3 separate regions of the Mus musculus genome follow, and regions 1 and 2 are each linked to region 3. A link is a contact called in public ChIA-PET and promoter capture Hi-C data. All regions are on one chromosome and are shown on one strand. The core of a region is the stretch at or near the end of the contact, and the rest is flanking DNA. Distances in the headings are between cores, read along the strand shown. Region 1 holds the start of Ccdc65 (coiled-coil domain containing 65). Region 2 holds the start of Fkbp11 (FK506 binding protein 11). Region 3 holds the start of Kansl2 (KAT8 regulatory NSL complex subunit 2).

What was found. Promoter capture Hi-C pulls out the DNA fragments that hold promoters and counts their contacts. ChIA-PET counts read pairs in DNA pulled down with a chosen protein or histone mark.
Region 1: a promoter capture Hi-C map of neural stem cells shows a contact between it and region 3. The contact joins the promoter of Ccdc65 here to the promoter of Kansl2 in region 3. A contact is called at or near these places in 4 of 39 promoter capture datasets (the HPC-7 cell line, cranial neural crest, macrophages and 1 more), 1 of 15 datasets of contacts at CTCF or cohesin (the NIH/3T3 cell line), 1 of 484 Hi-C or Micro-C datasets (nephron progenitors), 6 of 115 datasets of contacts at active chromatin or transcription factors (bone marrow-derived macrophages, embryonic stem cells, large pre-B cells and 1 more) and 3 of 9 other capture datasets (adipose tissue, liver and pancreatic islet).
Region 2: a contact with region 3 is called in an RNA polymerase II ChIA-PET map of effector CD8 T cells, with 20 read pairs. The contact joins the promoter of Fkbp11 here to the promoter of Kansl2 in region 3. A contact is called at or near these places in 4 of 39 promoter capture datasets (cranial neural crest, embryonic stem cells, neural stem cells and 1 more), 5 of 115 datasets of contacts at active chromatin or transcription factors (bone marrow-derived macrophages, effector CD8 T cells, embryonic stem cells and 1 more) and 2 of 9 other capture datasets (adipose tissue and liver).

The regions. Positions count from the first base shown.
Region 1 is chr15:98,706,890-98,710,608 of GRCm38.p6, reverse strand. It overlaps Ccdc65 (coiled-coil domain containing 65), which reads right to left and starts at 2,415. Exons shown (of 8, transcript NM_153518.2): 1 at 2,073-2,415; 2 at 1,387-1,554. The coding sequence starts at 2,213.
Region 2 is chr15:98,725,991-98,729,929 of GRCm38.p6, reverse strand. It overlaps Fkbp11 (FK506 binding protein 11), which reads left to right and starts at 1,732. Exons shown (of 6, transcript NM_024169.4): 1 at 1,732-1,973; 2 at 2,182-2,247; 3 at 2,632-2,719; 4 at 2,997-3,030; 5 at 3,376-3,446. The coding sequence starts at 1,845.
Region 3 is chr15:98,532,421-98,536,223 of GRCm38.p6, reverse strand. Kansl2 (KAT8 regulatory NSL complex subunit 2) reads left to right here and starts at 1,955. Exons shown (of 10, transcript NM_133714.5): 1 at 1,955-2,322; 2 at 2,448-2,706. The coding sequence starts at 2,456.

The sequences.
Region 1 (3,719 bases), core at 1,166-3,665, 170 kb before region 3:
ATGGTTGTGAGCCACCGTGTGGTTACCGGTAACCTCTGAGCCATCCCTCCAGCCCCCATACCCATAGGTTTTAAGAAATGGATGCATCAAAATCCCTTAAAAGATGAGAGTGATTCAGGAATTTCTTAAGAGCATATGCAGATCCGGGCTGATGGCACCTCCAATAATCCCAGTTTCTGGGAGGCAGAAATAGGAAGATTGCTAATTACAGCCATCTGGGCTACACAAGTCTGTTTCAGTCTCCTGTCTCTCTCCAAAAGAGCGTTAAGATGGCTGATTGAATGGTTTGGAAATCCAGAGTTGCTCTTACCTCTGTGAGGGAGGGCTTCCCGACCTTGTCCAGAGCCTCTGATGTTAAATCAAGGAGGCCAAACTGTTTGAATGAGGCAGTGGACTAGGCCAAAGCACCTACACAGGCAGGTGGATCTCTGTGAGTTTGAGGCCAGCCTTGGCTACATAGCAAGTTTCAGGACAGCCAGAGTTACAGAGTGAGACCCTTCAGAAAGAACAAAATATCCACACGAGAGTCCTCTCGGCTTCTGCCTGGAACTGGACAACCCTGGATAGGTCAGCTTCCTTCTCTGGAACTGAGCCTTCGGATACTGAAATAAAGGCGTGGGCCTGAGTTCAAGTTGCTGGTGATGCTGGCTGCCCCATAGGATTCAGAGCCTCTAAGGTAGGGGAGAAGAGTTACAGCTCAGAAATTCCTTTCTCATCTCAGTGACAGTGATTAGAACCAATAGGCCACGTTTGTCACAGCCTGTGCCTGGTGAAGGCTTGAAGGCTGATTAGGTAGATCCAGCTGTGTAGCTCACACCTGCCACTCCAGCAGTTGGGAAGTTGGGGTAGGAGGGTGGGGAGTTCACGGTTATCTATCCTGTTACGTGTGAGTCTGAGGCCATTATAGGAAAGCATGGCTTTGTCTCAAAAGTAATAATAATAGTAATAACAATAATAGGATACATGACTTTGTCTCAAAATAATAATTAATAATAATAGTAACAGCAGCAGCAATAACAACAATAAATAATAAATAATTCACTAGGCCCATTCTACCTAGGAAGGTCTGGAAGCCATCCCCGCCTGCTCTCTGGAGAGAGTGCATACTTTTTTTTTTTTCCCTTTTTCCTTTTCCTTTTCCTTCTTTTTTCCCTTTTCCCTTTCCCTTTTCTTTTTTCTTTCTTTCTTTCTTTCTTTCTTTCTTTCTTTCTTTCTTTTTTTTTTTGGGGGGGGGTCTTTTTGAGACAGGGTTTCTCTGTGTAGCCCTGGCTGTCCTGGAACTCACTCTGTAGACCAGGCTGGCCTTGAACTCAGAAATCCACCTGCCTCTGCCTCTCGAGTACTGGGATTAAAGGTGTGCGCCACCACGCCCGAGAGGGTGCATACCTTGATGACGCTGTCCTTACAGTCCACCACGCGTTCAAAGGTCTGGCTGAGGATCTCGATGTCTTGGTGAAGCTCTCTGGTCTTCACCTCCCTGAGGATGGTTCTCCACTGCGTGTTAATCTTATTAAGGTTTAGAGCGCTGTTGTGTTCTTCTTTGGCCAACTTGTCCTGAGGGAGGAGTAATCACATGCGTTTCAGCCAAGGCGAAAGGTCCACCTCGGTGCTATCGATACCACGCTGAAAAATACCAGTCCCCGTGTATTCTCACAAACAAAGCCCTTGGCAGCCAACACTCGGGGGCTCCTGTTTGTGGTTTCCAATGAATGGGTTCCCTTCAGGGTGAAGCATCAGAGAAGAGTTTCTAACGACCCCACTCCAGACCCAACCTCAGAATTCAAGACAGCTGAATTTGGACACCTGACAGCATCCACTGTCCTAATTCTGGGGGCTCGGTTGATACTGCCAAACTCAATTCTCCCCTCCCCCATGTTTCACAGAGAATGCCCTAGGCAAAAACCAATGTTGTCTGAAGCCCATGTATTTTGGGACCAAGGACTTCAGAGGGATAGGAAAGGATGAAAATGAGCCTGCCACAAGGACGCGACCCCAGGCAACGGTACCAGTGCATGGGCGGTGGGTTTGGGGGTTTGGGGGTTTGGGCAGGACACACTGCAGACGAGCATCACCTTCAAGAACTGGGTGAGGAGTCTCTCTTTCTTCTTGGCTGCCTCTTCGTCAGCCAGCATCTTTTGCTGAAATATAAGCAGCTGATCTTCCTCGGACAGGGGTGCCTTGGGCAACTTGGGCTTTTTTCCTTTTTTAGACATGGCTGGGCTGCGGACTGGGTCCGGGCAAGGAGCCTCTGCCTGCTGCTACGAGCCACTTGTGAGGAATTAGAAAGAAAAACTTCCCATAGACAGGGAGGGACCTTCTGGAGCTAAGGTAATGGGGCCTTAGACCTCTGTCCTCCACGCCAAGAGTGCTCAGGCGACACCCGACTCCCAGCTGGAGAACAGAAAGACGCATCTTGTCTCCTAGCAACAAGGACCTTCGCTAAGACCGCGGGGTGAGAAATAGGGAGGCAGCATTACTTCAGCGCCCCCTGCATGCCGGAGGACCGCAGTCAGTTCTTTTAAGTAGGCTTTTTTTTTTTTTTTTTTTTTTTTTAAATCAAGAACCCTAGTCTCTCTTAAAAAAATAATAAATGTCTTCAAATAGTTTTTCCATTTTACTTTTTAATTTGGTGTATGCCTGGTTTGTCCACGTGTGTGTCTGAGCACCGTGCGCATGCCTGGTGCCTGCAGAGGTCAGAAGACAGCATCGGATTTCGTAGAACAGGTCAAAACCACTTACACATACATACAAATAATGAGATGGTTCACTGGGTAAGGGAGGTACTGCCAAGCCCAATGGTCTGAGATCACAAGCACCTGGAACCCCAGTTTCAGGAGATCAAAACACGCCTTTCTGGCCTCGGTGGACGCTGCATTAACGTGCACAAACACACATACACATAAAATATTTAAAAATATTTTGTAAATTGTCTCCTTAGTGATAGAGAGATGGCTCAGAGGCAAAGAGCACTTGCCACTCTTGCAGAAGACCTGGGTTTGGTTCCTAGCACCCACATGGGCAGCTCATGACTGTTCATAACTCCAGTCCCAGGGGATCTGACTCCCTCATCTGACCTCTGTGGACATGGGGTAGACACATGGTCCACACATATACATGCAAGAGAAACGCAAATACACATAAATAAATCTTACTAAAAAATTAAGACAGTGTTTCAGTGTAGCCCTGGATGGCCAGAAACTCACTGTATAGATAGAAATCCATCTACTTCTGCCTCGCCCCACATCCCCCACCCCCAGTGCTTGGATCAAATGTAGGAGTCATCACTTCCAGCTTAAATTTGTTTCTCTCTCTCTCTCTCTCTCTCTCTCTCTCTCTCTCTCTCTAAATGTGTGAGTGCTTCATTTGCATGTATACCTGCTTGCCTGAAGAAGGCATCAGACCCCATGACAGATGGTTGTGAGTTGATGGGAATTGAACTCAAGATCTATGGAAGAGCAGCCAGTGTTCTTAACCGCTGAGCCATCTTTTCAGCTCCTTTTTTAAAAAAGATTTATTTATTTATATGTAAGTACACTGTAGCTGTCTTCAGACACTCCAGATGAGGGAGGTTGTGAGCCACCATGTGGTTGCTGGGATTTGAACTCCGGACCTTCGGAAGAGCAGTCAGGTGCTCTTACCCACTGAGCCATCTCACCAGCCCTCTTCAGCTCCTTAAAAAAAATTTTTTTTTAACCCTACTTTTCAAGGGCAAAATCTGT
Region 2 (3,939 bases), core at 483-2,982, 190 kb before region 3:
AAAACAAGCATTCTCTCACTGAGCTACCTCCCTAGCCACATGCACAGAAGTTAGGCACACATTTGACGGGTTTAAAGTGCATCTATAAAACCCCATATCCTCAAGACACAGCATGCTACCAACCCCAGGAATTCCTGCCGCCTGTGGCTTCAGTTAGTATTTGAGGGGGGTTTTATGTAGCCATGCTGGGGTTCAAGGTGTGCACCACCCTATCCCACTGTACCAATTCAGGTTCCAGTGTTTTGTTTTTGTTGCTTCTTTAAAGAGAGTTTGACTGTGTAGTCCTACATGGCCTGAAACTCAGGAATTTGTCTGCCTCTGCCCCCTGAGTGTTGGAATTAAAGGTGTGTACCACAACATCTGGAAGGCAGGGTTTTGCTTTTTTTTTTTTAAGATTTATTTTTATTGTGTATATGGACACTAGACGAGGGCATTGGAGTCCTTGGAGCTAGAGTTACAGACTTTTTGAGCCATCTGATGTGTGTGCAGGGAATTGGTCTTTGGAAGAGCAGCAAACTCTCTTAAGCACTGAGCCATCTATCCAGCCTCTGACAATGAGCATTTAAAAAATAATTCCTGGGTTAGGGGTGTTAACTAAGGCGCTTGCCAGGTATGAGCAGAGCCCTGCCTGGACTGGATCCCCAATACCACAAAGCCACCCCCAGAGAACATGAGAGCTTAATTAGAATGATAGCATTATATATGGAGGCACTCGCTAATGGGGCTGGAAGAGGAAATCCCAAAGGAAACTGGTTGGGTATTAGAGATGGAAGAAATCTCAGAATGTCGGTACAGGAGAACCACCAAGACAGCCAGGTCAGGGAGGTCAGGTTCTTCCAAATAAGAGGAAGTGTGTGTTGGGTGTGTGTGTGTGTAGTCTGAGCTGCTGGCCAGACACACAGGTGGAATTGTGTTTACAACCGGTATCAATGCTAAAGAAGACAACGAACCAAGAAACAGCCTGAGAATAAATATGGTATGGAAGGACACCATGCCAGACAGCCTTTGAGTGAGTGACCAGGAGCTGGGTACCACAGCTTAGGTTGTCAGTGAGTGTTCAGACCATGAAATTCGAAACTGGTAAGGCTGCCTAAAATTACTTGAGCCCCCTTTAAAAACTGAAGTCCTTGCATAAACACAAGACTGGTGTCCGTGCTGCTGTTGTGAAAAGGATTTGTGGAAAACAGGAAGGAAACGCCATTGCTGGTAGGAGAAGATCTGTGATGGATCACTTTTTACAGGAAGATGCCCCGTAATGCTTCCCAAGACAGGAGGCTGGAGAAGCCGCCAGCTCTTTCTGGACATACCCGAGAGCAGAATGAACAGGAGTGTGAAGGGTCAGCCGACTTGGACACCTGCCTCTGGGCTTAGTGGAAAGGGACAGATCTTAGAAGACCGAGCAGAGCACAAATGCTAGCCCTGTGCTTGAGTACTGTCACCAGTTGCCATGTTAACCTTGGGCAAGTGCCCTAGCTATGAAATGGGGACAAGTGTGTGCCTCCCTTTCCTGGCCATTCGCAGGTTAGAGACAAACGAACGCCCCTCTTTACAGTTGGTAATGGCAAATATGTGCTATTACATGATCCAGCCGTCGTCATGGGTCAGAAAGACTGTTAGATGGGTCACCATCCGCGACCTCCATCACAGGTTAGGGAATTCTGCAGTCTCTTCCCCTCTAGGAGGTGGGGACAAAGTGGAGGGAGGGCTGCAAGAGGAGGAGGAGGAGGAGCTAGCGCCTTGAAAACCCGCCCATACCAGTCTGGCCTGGAGTGAGGGAACCCGTCCTGGTCGCGTGCACCCGAACAGCCTGCCCTGGTATCCTGGTGCTCTGACCCGGTCCAATCATGACCCTGAGCCCTTTGCTCCTACCACTCCAGCTGTTACTGCTGCTACTGTTCAGTGGGGCGGTGTGCCGGGCTGAGGCTGGGCCAGAAACCGAAAGTCCTGTCCGGACCCTCCAAGTGGAGACCCTGGTGAGGAGACTGTGGTGCCACTCCCCTCCCCCCACCCCATGTCCCGCCGTTCCCCTTTACGGCCAGGGATCGCGGGGAAGCCTGGGACTCTAAATGGTCCTGTGAGAGTGAAGAGGAAAGAAGCGAAGGAACTGAGTTGGGGGAAAAGGTGCTGGGTCTCCAGAGGAGCTTAGGAGGAGCAGCCTTGACCCTTGTAGTCTGATCGTAGGTGCAGCCCCCTGAATCGTGCACGGAATCTGCTGCCATTGGAGACACGCTCCACATACACTACACGGTGAGGGGCTTGGGGGTCCGGGGCGTGGCCTGGGAGGGGCGGCGCCCGGCTGAAACACGTCAGCTTTGGCTTGGACACGTGGCAAGCTATCCTAGAGAACTTGAGTCCTAGGATCAGCCCGCACGTGGGGGCGTCCTCTCGCCTGCTTCTCTTTCTTCCTTGTTTTCTGCCGATTCCTCTCCAGCGCTGAGAAAAGAAGGATAGAGAGAGCTCCAAGAAGCGCCAGCCCCGTGGGGCTTCCTGTTCCTTCTTGCCCATGGTGGTGGTGGGTGGAAGGAGATGGGGACAGGACACAAGTTTGTTAAAGGGGTTGCTTCCTTCCGGGTGGTCCCAAATTGTGGGAAGAATGGTGGGTTTAGACCCACCATTTTTTTTTGTCTTCAGGGCAGTTTGGTAGATGGACGCATTATTGACACTTCTCTGACCAGAGATCCTCTGGTCATAGAACTCGGCCAAAAGCAGGTGATTCCAGGTATGTGCCCCGTGCCTCTGACCTCTCCCTAGCCTAAGCCCTTGCTTGCTTGCCGGCTGTATTGCTCTGGAACAGCCGCTAGAATGAAAAGGATCCCAAGGCTCTCCCGCTACCTCAGACTCCACTTCTAACACTCTTCTTGCCCCACACATCACTGCGGCAGAGAGTCTGAGAAGTGGAGCTAAGCTCATTTGATGACGGGGAGCCTTTGATTTTCCTCTTGGGTACTGTGGGGAAGATATGTAGCTTCTAGTTCAGTTTTGCCTTCTTCCTCAAGGTCTGGAGCAGAGCCTTTTGGACATGTGTGTGGGGTGAGTATCTGAAGGCCGGGGCCTGACTGCTCCTTTTTCCGGGTAGAAGGTTTCTCTGTCATCCCTTCTCCAGTGGCAGGACGTTGTAGAGTAAAGGGCCCCTGACTTCATACTGGAGAGGTGCAGGTTAATGGGAACCCCCCCCCCAGGGCATCTCTCCAGCTGTCAGTTTTGTTGGGGGAGGCTGAGTGCTGTGGGGAGATTGGTGACTTTGCTGATCCACCTGTCAGGTGGAGAATTTCATATTTTGGTGTCGCTATCTGAGGAGGGGGGTAAGGCACTTCAGATGGGCTGAGGCTGCCAGCTCACCCCCCTCCTGCCTGCAATCCCTGTTCCTTCCCTCAGAGAGAAGCGAAGAGCAGTCATTCCTTCTCACCTGGCTTATGGAAAGCGAGGGTACCCGCCATCTATCCCAGGTAACCTAACCAGGCCTTTCTCCTGCCTGTCACACACAGTCCCAAGAACCTCTGCTCTGTCTCGAGCTTGAAAAAGTCCAGATCAAATCTCAGGAAAGAATTGAGCTGGGGCTCCTCCTTCAAGGCCACTTTTTCTCCAGGAGAGGCTATAAAGCACCTGTGAAGGCCACCTGACCTGGCTGTAGACAGCTGGTGACTTTTTGGCACCGGCTTGAGCCACGTGGGTCCTGCTGCCTACACTACTTATCCCAGAGCACCAAAGTATAGCTGGCTACTTGACCTTGACTCCTAGAATTCACCTTCACACGAGATTCTTACACCAGTGTTGCCTGTAGGGGGCCCTGGAAGAGAGTAGGGAGGACCAAGCAAAGTCTTTCTGTTTTTTTTTTTAATTTATTTATTATTATACATATATATTATGAATATAAGTACACTGTAGCTGTCTTCAGAAGCACCAGAAGAGGGTATCAGATCTCATTATGGGTGGTTGTGA
Region 3 (3,803 bases), core at 706-3,205:
CAAAATTCAAGAGAGTAGAGATCTGGGACTGACAACACACTTGCTGGAGTTGGCAGTCTAGCTCGGCTGACCAGCAGGCTTCAGGATCCACCTGTCTCCAGCTTCCCTCCACCCAGCACTAAAGAAGCTGAGGCAGAGCCAGGCCGTGGTGGCACACACCTTTGATCCCAGTACTTGGGAGGTAGAGGCAGGCAGATTTCTGGGTTCGAGGCCAGCCTGGTCTACAAAGTGAGTTCCAGGACAGCCAGGGCTATACAGAGAAACCCTGTCTCGGAAAAAAAAAAAAAAAGAAGCTGAGGCAGGAGAGTAGCTATTTGAGGCAAGATGGCTGTATAAGGAGATCATGTCTTAGGCACAGCAATAGGAACAGTAGCTGGTGAACATTTTTCTTATTTTTAAATGGGAGAGTTTACATCATGTACGCATGTACCTGAATTCTTATTGGTGTGAAGAGACACCAAACCACTGTAACTCTTTTTTTTCCCTTGTTTTTTTGAGACAAGGTTTCTCTGTGTAGCCCTGGCTACTCAGAGTCCTGGAACTCACTCTGTAGACCAGGCTGGCCTCGAACTCAGAAATCTGCCTGCCTCTGCCTCCCGAGTGCTGGGATTAAAGGCATGTGCGCCACCATGCCGGGCACAAATAAGTTTTTAAAAATGGTGCACTCCAGGTTCAGTGAGACAAGTCCAGATCCTGTCTTTGACCACAGAGACCCCCTTGCCTCTCTCCACAGTGTTCAGATTACTGGTGTGTGCTACCTACCGTAACCGTACCTGGTGGCTTTTTCATCTTTTGTTTTTGAGACACGGTTTCTCTGTGCAGCCCTGGCTGTCCTGGAACTGGCTTTGTAAACCAAGTTAGCCTCGAACTCGGAGATCTGCCTGCTTCTACTCTTCCCCCCCCCCCCCCCCCCCCCAGTGCTGGGGTTAAAGGAGTCTGCCACCACTACCAAGTGGGAGATACTCTCTTAAGAGAATAAGTTGGGAGGCAGAGGCAGGCGGATTTCTGAGTTCGAGGCCAGCCAGGGCTGCACAGAGAAACCCTGTCTCCAAAGGGGGGCGGGGGGGGGGGGAGAAGAAGAAGAGAATAAGGCAGAGAGCCATCGGATTTCTATAGGTGTGGTTGGAATCTTTAAAGAATCGTGAAAACGGAATAGCCTGTTTCTATAATACACTATTCGGCAGGGCGTTGAGAAGCATGCGCTATGCCAGAAGTCATTTTGATTTTCCATCACTTTATCTGTAAATAATGTCTACCTAAAAAATAATGTCTACCTCTTAGGGCTGCTCTACAAAAATTAATTAGTACATATATATGATTCATGAGATAGAAAGAGTTCGAGTGTTTACATGAAATGACCAAGAAAAAAAAATTAAATGAACTGGTTGGTCACCATAGAAAACTAATAAAACCTTTTCATGTGTAAACAGAAAACACGGTCAGCCACCGTCCACTTTTTTTCTTTTCTTTTTTTTAAGATTTATTCATATGAGTACACTGTCCCTGTCTTCTGACACTGCAGAAGAGGGCATCGGATCCCGTTAGAGTTGGTTGTGAGCCACCATGTGGTTGCTGGGAATTGAACTCAGGATCTCTAGAAGAGCAGTCGGTGCCATTTCTCCAGCCACCCCAATGTCTACTCTTCTGCTGTGTAGGGACGGTAAAGAAGTAGCTGCCCGAGAAGACTGGAGACTACTGCCACCAGAAGACGAACCCTTCAGATGGAAAAATATCCGAATCCGGCGACTGGCGGTGGCCCGCCTTTCCGACGGCCCACTCACCGGCCGAGTTTCTGACAGACACTTCACTTCAGCCACTCCCGTTGTGGAGTCTCTCACTGTCCCGCCCTCCACAGGCTAGTGTTAGTTCTGACCAATAGGAGCACAGCACCCTCAGCGCAGCAACCAATCAGCGTCTAGGGTCGCGTTCCGAGCAGGCGGAGCAGCCAGAGGGCAAGCTGCGCGGTGCCGCGCGGTGGGGGAGGTAAGATGGCGCCGTGCCGGGCGCTTCTCCTTTGCTGTTAGGCGCTGCTCGCCTTCTCTGTCAGCTCAGCGCGGCACGTCGTCTCCTGCAGCGTTGGAGCCTCTCTGGTTGCTAGGCTTTCGGGGAGCCAGGTTCTCCGGTGCCGGGAGCCGTGGGACAAGATGGCGCTTGTAGGACGACGGCCAAGGCGCTCGGGTCGGGGCTGTGAGCGCTGAGGCGGCCAGGGACAAAGGCGGCGAGCCGGGGCGTGGGGGCGGGGCGTGCCGCGCCGTTGCAGTGGTGCCGCGTGGGACAGGCGCCGCGCTTCCGGTCTGCTGCTGCGGAGATTCGGCCAACGTGGTAGGGGCCCGGGCGGCGGGCGGGTCGGTGACGGGAGGCTGGAGGGCGGCCGCGGGAGCACGCAACCAGGACTCGTGGCCGGGCTAAGGCCGTTTCGATCTGTCGTGTGACCGCCCTCCCCGCAGGTTTTGGCATGAACAGGATTCGGATTCACGTCTTGCCAACGAATCGGGGGAGGATCACCCCAGTGCCCAGGTCGCAGGAGCCCCTTTCCTGTTCGTTCACTCACCGCCCGTGCTCTCAGCCGCGGCTGGAGGGGCAGGAGTTCTGCATTAAGCACATTCTTGAAGACAAGAATGCACCCTTCAAACAATGTAGTTACGTCTCGACGAAGAATGGAAAAAGGTGCCCCAGTGCTGCCCCAAAGCCCGAGAAGAAAGATGGGTACGTGGAGAGGCGTGGGTTATATGGGTGCCTTCGGGCTCCGAGAGTCGTTCTTACTTTTCAATGCACGCCAAGCACAGGTTGTATCACCGAGCCTGCTTCAACGCCCAAACCTCCTACCGTTAGACTTTTATTACATTTCGAAGCATTTATTTCCCGTTGGTAGTTTGTTTTGTGTGGTTAGGGACACGTGGGGAGGTCAGAGGCCAATTTGCTGGAGTCGGTTTTAGTACCTCCTGGTACGGAAGGACAGACAGAAGGTTAAGCTAGGCTTGCAGAGTCACAGACTCCCCCACCCCCGGCTCCTCTTTTGAGACAGTCTCGCCCTTGCTTGGAACAGTTTTGGCAACCCTTTATGGTTTTTTAAAGAACTTTCATGTGTATGGGTGTTTGCCTGCATGTGTGTTGGTGTACCACGTTCATGCTTGAGGGGAGGGCGTTGGGTCTCCTGGAACTGGAGTGGGAGAATGTTGGTGCCACATGCTTGTCCCCTGCCTTCAGTTTTAAAGTGCAAAGGGGAACATGATGTGTAGAGTTGGTCGTATCTGCGGAGTTTTAGGTCGTGTGTTTGTAAAAAAGGTATTAAGGATATTCACTCTTTGGGAGGCAGGTCAAAACACTCAAATGCTCAGAGGTGATGATGCTGGCAGCAGTGGTGCAGGCCTTTAATCCTGGCACTTGGGAGTTCAGGCCAGCCTAGTAAAAGCATTGAATTCCAGAATTGCCAGGGCTAAACAGAACCCTGTCTCAACCCTCCCACCCCACCCCGCCAATAATGAGAACTGGAAGGCCATTTGAGGGAGAGATATTTAGTTAATCGCTTGCTGGAAAAATTAAGGTTTTGAGTTCTGATTATGGTCAGACTGATTTTAACCCTTAATTCTCCTGCCTCGGCTTCTGGAGTTCTGGGATTGCAGCTCTAAAGTCTTCTTCCTTAAACATCTATTATGAGGATTCACGTGCTGCCACACACACGTGGTCGGAGGGTAGCTTTCTGCTGTGTGGGGGGTGATGGAACTCAGGTGGTCTGTCTGGCCTTGGTGGTAGGCCCTTCTGTTTGCTGAGTCACTGAATTGGCACTCTAAGTTAATTCTTCA